2 separate regions of the Macaca mulatta genome follow, and region 2 is linked to region 1. A link is a contact called in public Hi-C data. All regions are on one chromosome and are shown on one strand. The core of a region is the stretch at or near the end of the contact, and the rest is flanking DNA. Distances in the headings are between cores, read along the strand shown. Region 1 holds the start of UBQLN1 (ubiquilin 1). Region 2 holds the start of KIF27 (kinesin family member 27).

Evidence for each region. A called contact is a pair of places that touch in the nucleus more often than the background predicts.
Region 2: a Hi-C map of liver shows a contact between it and region 1, with 2.4 times the contacts expected there. The contact joins the promoter of KIF27 here to the promoter of UBQLN1 in region 1. A contact is called at or near these places in 2 of 14 Hi-C or Micro-C datasets (fetal cortical plate and liver).

The regions. Positions count from the first base shown.
Region 1 is chr15:114,633,533-114,637,875 of T2T-MMU8v2.0, forward strand. UBQLN1 (ubiquilin 1) reads right to left here and starts at 1,976. Exons shown (of 10, transcript XM_015118003.3): 1 at 1,535-1,976. The coding sequence starts at 1,714. It also overlaps the pseudogene LOC114672828.
Region 2 is chr15:114,859,032-114,862,998 of T2T-MMU8v2.0, forward strand. It overlaps KIF27 (kinesin family member 27), which reads right to left and starts at 2,192. Exons shown (of 18, transcript XM_015118008.3): 1 at 1,992-2,192.

The DNA.
Region 1 (4,343 bases), core at 726-3,225:
GGTAAGAAAGAACTCTCTAGTCAATTACAATGTTCTATATCTTGATAAGAGCTTGGGCTACACAGGTGTAAGCATTTGTGAAAACTCATGGAATGGCATGCATTTCACTGCATGTCAAAATTACGTCAAAAAACGTAAAAAACGAGGCTGAACTTAGGCAAATATCAGTTCACAATGCTGAAGTGACATGTACTGGTGTCATCTACTGACACGTGCAATTTACTCTGAATTGCTCCCCAAAAATAAAATGGACTTGATAATCGATTATAATACTGTAAAATGCTAATTGTAGATGATGGACATATGTGTGTCCACTGCCCAGTTCTTTCAACTTTCTGTATGCTTGAAAATACAAAAACGGTAAGGAACATTTTTACAGGCAGTAGGAGACCAAAAAAAAAAAAAAAAAAAGAGTGATAAATTCCGTTGATGGTAAAAGTTTCTCTCATTCGATGTTACACACCTCACTGCCTCACAAAACACACTACCTTTGGAACTCGCTAAACCAATATCCCAATCCCCTACAGTCCCTGGGGACTCTGATAGGTACATTTCAGGAATTGTTGATTGTTTCCTGTCACAAACTGTTCACGTTGTGTGCGATCTTCAGAGATTAAGTCAATAATCATGGAAAATACGACGTATTCAACAATACACTAAAATTATTTGTTAAATTCCACCAAGGATCTTAATTAACTGCAAGATTTGTATTCCTGAACGAAGTTTAAGTAATATTCTCCATTAACTCCAATTTTCTTTTATTTGGCTGCAACAGCTAATATCAACATCGCTATCGCCTCTCTAAAATCAAACAAAAACCTACCCAATGACTGGCATCTAAGAGATGATAAACATACTAAAAGGGAAAGAGCAAGTCATCAATGAAAGAAAGTCATTCACTTTTCTCCTTAAACCTAGTACTATTACTATTACTTAAGATGGAGCTAAAATCGGTTTCTACGTCATAATTTTTTTAAAAAGGTTGCAAGGTGGGAAAGATTTCAGGAGTTAAAATGCAGAACTAAATATACACGTGCACCTCACCCCAAAACCTATCTTAACAAGCAGGCACGTAAAACAACGAGGATCCCACCCAACCCCTTTTTTAATTCATAAAGCAAAACCGCAGCCTGAGCTAAAGCGAACCCTCGCCCCCGCCCAGCCTCCACCCCGCCCGGAGCCTAGCGGTGGGTCCCTTTCCTTTGTGAGGAATTGGAGGGGAGGCGACGGAGGGCGGGGAACTGGGGGAGGAGGCTGAGGGTCGGCGGATGCCAGGGAAAGAAGGCTCCGAGAAAAGCGGCATCGGCCCGTCCCACAAACAGGCCGCGCCGCCACGCCACAAACCACTGCGGTGTCCCAAAGCGCAAACCCACTAACTTGGGTGTGATCTAATTTGGGACGACGCCCGGGAGAATGGCCGAGGGCACCTGGGAGGATGACCCCTCTCCCAGGTCCTTCCCAAAAGGTCTCTTGGCGCGGCGGGCGGAGGTCCTGCCGCCACCCCCATCCCGGCCCGAGCACCAGGCGACCTCACCTGCTGGACGGAGCTATTCTCGGGCACGGCGAATTCCTCCTTTTCCTTCGGTGTCTTCACGGTGACTTTCATGATTTTGGGCTCCGCGGAGGCAGCGGCCGCGGGGACGCCAGCACCTTCGGCTCCGGCAGCGCTATCCTGGGAGCCCGGAGGACCGCCGCTTTCACCACTCTCGGCCATGGCTGCAGCGGCGGCGGCGGTGACTCAGGCAAGCAGGAGTGAGCAGGCGAGCAAGGAGGAGCCAGCAGACACCAAAGCCGACAGGCCTGGACAGCGAAGAATGCAGAGCACGCCGCCTCACTAGCAACGGGCGCAGGGCCACCCTAGCGGGTGTGGGGCCTCGGAGCTCGGTGCAGGCTCTGGCGCAGGCCCGGGTCAGGCGCTCGGCAGTCGCCGTGTGTTCAGGCGCCGCTCGCTCACATCGACATCCGCAGCAGCCACCGCTTCCTCCTCCCTGCCCCTTCCCCCACGTCCCTTCGCCGGCGCCGCGCGGAGCACGCCGGGTAACGCGCCTGGCGGCGTCGCCGAGTCATCCCTGGCTGGCGCCGCTTTGAGCTCAGCCTACGTGCCTTTTCCTTTCCCGCTCCATTGCCCAAAGTGTAGGCGAAGCCAGTGTGAAGGACTAAAAGCAAAATGGGGCGGGGCAGCTCAGTTCATGGTTTTTTTCCGTTCCCTTCACCAAAAACTAAATTGCAGTTTCCAGTTAAGCGCTGTAACGGCGCACCGAGATGACGTCAAGGTTAGCGAAATTACTAGAAAGGGACCAGTGGGCCCTGCGACCGCGGATGCGCCTGCGCGCTCGCGGTCCAGGTAATCTCCCCACCTTACTTCATTCCCGGCTGGGCAATGCTCAGCCCTCCGCGCTGTCACAGTCGCCTTGCCCTGCCTTGCCTCTCTGCCTACTCTGCGTTCCCCGCTGGGAGGAGGGTCTGGTGATAAAATAGCGGCGAGGTATTTTGTTGTTATTTTAATATGCTTAGCGTTTCATATTTGGAGGGCTGGTATTGCCCTATGCGGGGGAGTTGGGATAAGTTAATGGCGGAAAGGTCCACAGCACAACAAACAGAAAATGGAGTAAACGCCTGTGACTGCCCTGCGCAATCCCGCGGAGTCATTGCTTCGTGGCCAGAACTTATTTACCGCCCTCGGGTTAGCCCTGTTTGGTCAGACGATCAATCAGGCGACCTGTATTGACAGTGGCCTCTGCTGCTGCGATGACAGCTGTGCGCGAGCGCCCCCCGATTCTCTGTGAACTCGATTTCCTACAGTGTGTAGGGCGGAACAGGGTGCCCGAGGAGTGTCCACCCAACTGGGACAATGTAATATAGCTGAGGTGTTCACTTTCTATTCTATCAAGTTACTGCTCAATGTCAGGCTTTAAGTGGCATTAAAGATAGTTCCAAAATTATTTTCAGTGTAATACAGATAGAAATAAATTATCTCTGAGAATCCGAATTTGAAATTATATCATTTGGTTTTAAAGATGACTTGCAAGGAAAGTACAAACCAGCACATTAACTATATTAATCAGTGTTGCACAATTTAAATCCTGACAGCCCATGGTGACCCAAATCCGCAAAGATACATTTTGCATTTCTGCTCCTAAGCCGTCCAACCCTGTTCTCAGAATAAATACTGTTACATAAACACGACTTTTTAGCAGAGCTATATGGAATCTGGGTCTAAGAGAATTCTGAGGGTATCGATTTCAGGATAGACATCATTTGATATCACCTAAATTTCTGGCAGCGTGGCTCAAATAACAAGGCCTTCTGCTTAATGAAGGATGACTACTTGGTTATGTCTAGGTGTGAGGTAATCACTGCTTCTCAAGATAGAAAGTGCCACAACTGGACAATCAATCATTTGGAATTTCTTCCATATGTCTAAATAAAATTTCTCCTCAACTTCATCAGCTCCTCATTACCTGTTTTTCCCTGTCATGCTGTGTCTTACCTGCACGCTTTGCCTAAGCTGCCTTCCTCTACCTAGAATGACTTTCTCCTTGCCTTCACCTGTCTAACTTCTATGCATCCTATATCACATGCTCCAGGAAGACTTGACGGTTTTTCTCTTGATTCTCCAGCAAATACCGTGTGTGTGTGTGTGTGTGTGTGTGTGTGTGTGTGTGTCTCCATGCATTTATGGACTTTGCAATTATCTGTGTCTACATTGTCTAAAAATGTTTGATGTGTGTGACATTATAAGGTAATAAGATTTACCTGTAAGAAGATACTGTATAGTTATCCATTGTTAGGGCACTTTTTTGATATAATCCTGACCTGTAAGAGACATTGGAGGTGGTGGGGACCATGGTGTAAATCAGAGATTAGTCAACTTTCTGGGAGGGCTGGATAGTAAATATTAGGCTGGTGCCAAAAAAAAAAAAAAAGCAAAAACCGCAATTATTTATGCACCAACCTAATATTTTAGGCTTTGTGGGCCACAGGATCTCAGTCTAAAACACTAAGCTATGTCCTTGTATCACAGAGTAACCGTTGACAATACATACATGAATAATCACAGCGTGTTTACTAAAAACTCTACTTGCAAGATAAAAACAGACATAAGATCTGATTTGGCCCACAGAAGATAGTTTGCCAACCCCAGGTCTAGATGTTTATTTGTGGCATTTTCTTCTGAATGGTTTTTGTTTGTTAAATGGTCTGGATAAAATTTTAAGAGTACATTTTATCACAATTAATGCCCTAATACTGTATAATACTGTACTGAGCATACAAGAATAATAAGACTCAGTTTCTGCTGTCAAAAAACTTGAAGTGATAGTTGGATGGTGGGGGTAAGGGAT
Region 2 (3,967 bases), core at 942-3,441, 230 kb after region 1:
ATTTTACACTGGAAAAAAAAAAATGCTCATGTGTTTGATAAATCCTTTCTTGGATCTTAAAGAACTCTACAATCATTTGGTACTGGAAACTTTTCCAGTTGCAGGAATGCTGAGTTAATTCTTCCAAATGTCTCTGAAAACCAACATTTGAAGTCACCATACAGATTAGTTTATTTCTTTGTATGCCATCAAATTAAAGCAAAACTCATGGACGATGTTAAGCCAAACCTAACTGCTTCCAATGAAGTTGCTAATAAAAAATGCCAAATTGGGATATTTTCATTTCTTGGGTTTTTGTTTTGTTTTGTTTTTGAGACAAGGTCTGGCTCTGTCATCCAGGCTGGAGCACAGCGGCACCATCTCGGCTCACTGCAACCTCAGCCTCCTGGTTCAAGCGATTCTCGTGCCTCAGCGTCCAAAGTAGCTGGGATTACAGGCACCACGCCAGGCTAATTCTTGTATTTTTAGTAGAAACGGGGTTTCACCATGTTGCCCAGGCTGGTCTCGACCTCCTGGGCTGAAGAGATCCACCCGCCTCAGCCTCCCAAGGTACTGGGATTCCAGATATGAGCCACCATGCCCAGCCTCATTTCTTGGGGTTTTTAATGGTAATATCTATAAACAATTTGGTTATAAAGGCAACTGAAACTTATTCTAAGCATTAAAAAAAATAATAACGGGGCCAGGCACGGTGGCTCATGCCTGTAATCCCAGCACTTTGGGAGGCCAAGGCAGGTGGATCACTTCAGCCCACGAGTTACAGACCAGCCTGGGCAACAGGGTGAAACTCTGTCTCTACTAAAAATACAAGAATGGGCCAGGCAGTGGTGACGCACCTGTAGTCCCAGCTACTTGGAAGGCTGAGGTTGGAGGATTGCTTGAGCCCGGAAGGTTGAGGCTGCAATGTGCCACTGCACTCTAGCCTGAGTAACAGAGCGAGACCCTGTCTCAAAACAAAACAAACAATAATAAGGGTCCACAAACATAGGGCTTGTAAAACATCAATATACAAGAAACAAAGTTTTTCCACAATCCATAGCACTTATACTTCTTCAGATTCTGATCAATTATAGTCATCAGAAACATACGTATTATGTCACCAATAAATGAAAAAAGGCGAAATCTGATTGGCTGGTCGTATTTAAGTATACTCAATGGGTTTTTGAAATCTGAGGAAAGGCAAGAGAAATATTTAATCCCTCATGTCATGTCACTGGTCAGGAATGAGTGTCTCCAAAAACCGCTGCCATCCCGTCCCCTTGATTTCCCAGAAAGCAGTGGTTGTCTGAAATGTGTGGTTTGTTAATTATTTTCATAAGAAACTTCCCAGTAGATGGATAGTAAATCGCATGAGGAGCTCAGAAAAGGCCCCAAATGCGTAAAGACAAAGGAGTAAAGAAAAGCAAACAACAAAGATTTTCAACACTGGAGACGGCGGTGTTACTTAAAAGGTGTTTCAAAGAAAGAATCGGGGCGCTTTGCTCTTTACAGCACCTGCCTCCGAGGGAGGGAGCTCTCGAGCTTGAATGCGCCGAAGTTTCAACCTCTACAGTGGGAAAAAGACGCCTGCGACAAAACAAAGCGCTCGGTGGTGGTGGCCCTCGCGTCGCACCTCACGCCGTGCAGCTACACGAGACGAACACGGGGTGCGCTCCGGGGGGCCGAGTCCCGCGTTGGGGTCGATCCCCGTTCCCCAGGCCCCGCTCCTCAGGGCTGAGCCAGCTTTCTCCGGAAGGGGCGCTCTGCCTCCAGTCGTTCGCCGGGCTCCCATTCCTGACCCCAGACCCCTCGGGCACCCCCATAGGCCTCGCTGGCGCCCCTACCGCCCACCCTCTGGCTCCCACCCCGCGACGGCCCAGACCCCAAGCCGGCGCCTACTAGTCCCAACGGCGGGCTGGGAGCGCGGGCGCGGCGGGCTGGAGGGCGGGTGCCGCGAAAGGGAGGGCGCCCCACTTCCCCGCACCGCCCGGCCAGGCCCGCCGCGCACTGACCGGCTCGGGACAGCCCAGGGCCCTGGCGGCGAGGGCTGGACTCCTCAGCTTCGCTCTGCCACGCCGCGCCGCCGCCGCCCGCGTCTTTTGTTGTCGCGGGTTCTCCTGGCAACCGGCGAAGCCCGCCTCCCGCCGCGTCCTCCCCGGGTCGCGGCGTCCTGGCCCCGCCCCCGAACCTGGGCACGTCCCCAAGCCCGTGCGCAAGAGTCCTGCGTCCCCAGGAAGTCCGCAAAAGGCCAGCTCTCGGGCTTCCCTGCAAACCCGAGTTGTGTCCCACTAACGCGCTGGGACCGGTCTGTGAGGCCTGAGCGGAAGCATCTTTCCACGGGTTCGTGAAATGAATGAGAACGATTCCACACTGTGTTTCAATATCTTAGCTACCAATTCAGTTTATTTTTATTTTTATTGAGTAAAACTTGCATAACATAAACCATCTTAAAACTTACAATTCAGTGGCGTTTAATGCCTTCACAGTGCATTAAACTATCACCTCTGTATATAGTTCAGAAACATTTTCATAACCCCAAAAGAAAATCTCCAAACCAGTTAGTCATTCCTTCCAGTTCCCCTCTCCCCACAACCCCAGCCAGCCACTAATCTACTTTCTGACTCTATGATAGATTTACCTATTCTGGGCATTTCATTATTGATGGAAGCATTCAGTATATGACCTTTTGTGTCTAGCTTCTTTTGCTTAATGTTTTCAAGCTACAGTCATGTTGTAACAACTATCAGGACTTCTTTTTTTTTTTTGAGACGGCGTCGCGCTCTGTCGCCCAGGTTGGAATGTAGTGGCATGATCGCGGATCACTGCAAGCTCCGCCTCCCGGGTTCAAGCGATTCTCCTGCCTCAGCCTCCCGAGTAGTTGGGACCACAGGCGCGTGCCACCACACCCGGCTAATTTTTTGTATTTTTAGTAGAGATGGGGTTTCACTGTGTTAGCCAGGATGGTCTTGATCTCCACTGACCTTGTGATCCATCCGCCTCGGCCTCTCAAAGTGCTGGGATTACAGCCGTGAGCCACCGCGCCCGGCCCTTTAGATGGAGTTCCACTCTTATTGCCCAGGCTGGAATGCAATTGCGCTATCTAGGCTCAACGCAACCTCCACCTCATGGGTTCAAGCCATTCTCCTGCCTCAGCCCCCGGAGTAGCTGGGATTACAGGCATGTGCCACCACGCCCGGCTAAGTTTTCTGTATTTTTAGTAGAGACGGGGTTTCACCATGTTGGGCAGGCTGGTCTCGAACTCCTGACCTCGGGTGATGCGCCCACCTCGGCCTCCCAAAGTGCTGGGATTATAGGCGTGAGCCACCCCGCCGGGCCTGTTTTCAGGTTTTTTAGGTATGGACCTAAGAGTGGAATTGCTGGGTTGCATCGTAGTATTTAACTTTACCAATTTAGCTTTAAAAGCTTTAGTGCCTCCTGTTTTTAGTAGCACAATCTAAGCATCTTCAAAAATACTTCCTTCTCTCATGAAATATACGAATGAAGGTGGGGAAAAAAGCTGACTATTTATGGTTTTTTTTTTTTCTTTTAACTGAATTATTTAAATTTTTAAAAATTCAGGCTGGGCACAGTGGCTCACACCTATAATCTCAGCACTTTGGGAGGCTGAACTGGGAGGATCACTTGAGCCCAGGAGTTCGAGACCAGCCTGGGCAACATAATGAGACCCCCCCCCCCAATCCCTACAAAAAATCAAAACTTAGTCGGGTGTGGCCGAGCATGCCTGCAGTTCCAGCTACTCTGGAGGCGGAGGTAGGAGGATCGTTTGAGCCTGGGTGGTCAAGGCTGCAGTGAGCCATCGTTGCACCACTGCATTCCAGCCTGGGTGACAGAATGAGACTCTACCTCAAAAAAATAATAAATAATACATAATTTTTAAAATTCTAAGATTTGAATTGATTATGCTGCATTTTTAGAACTCTTTTTGAAAACAAACTCACATCATGACTGTGAATTGCTGAGTCAAACT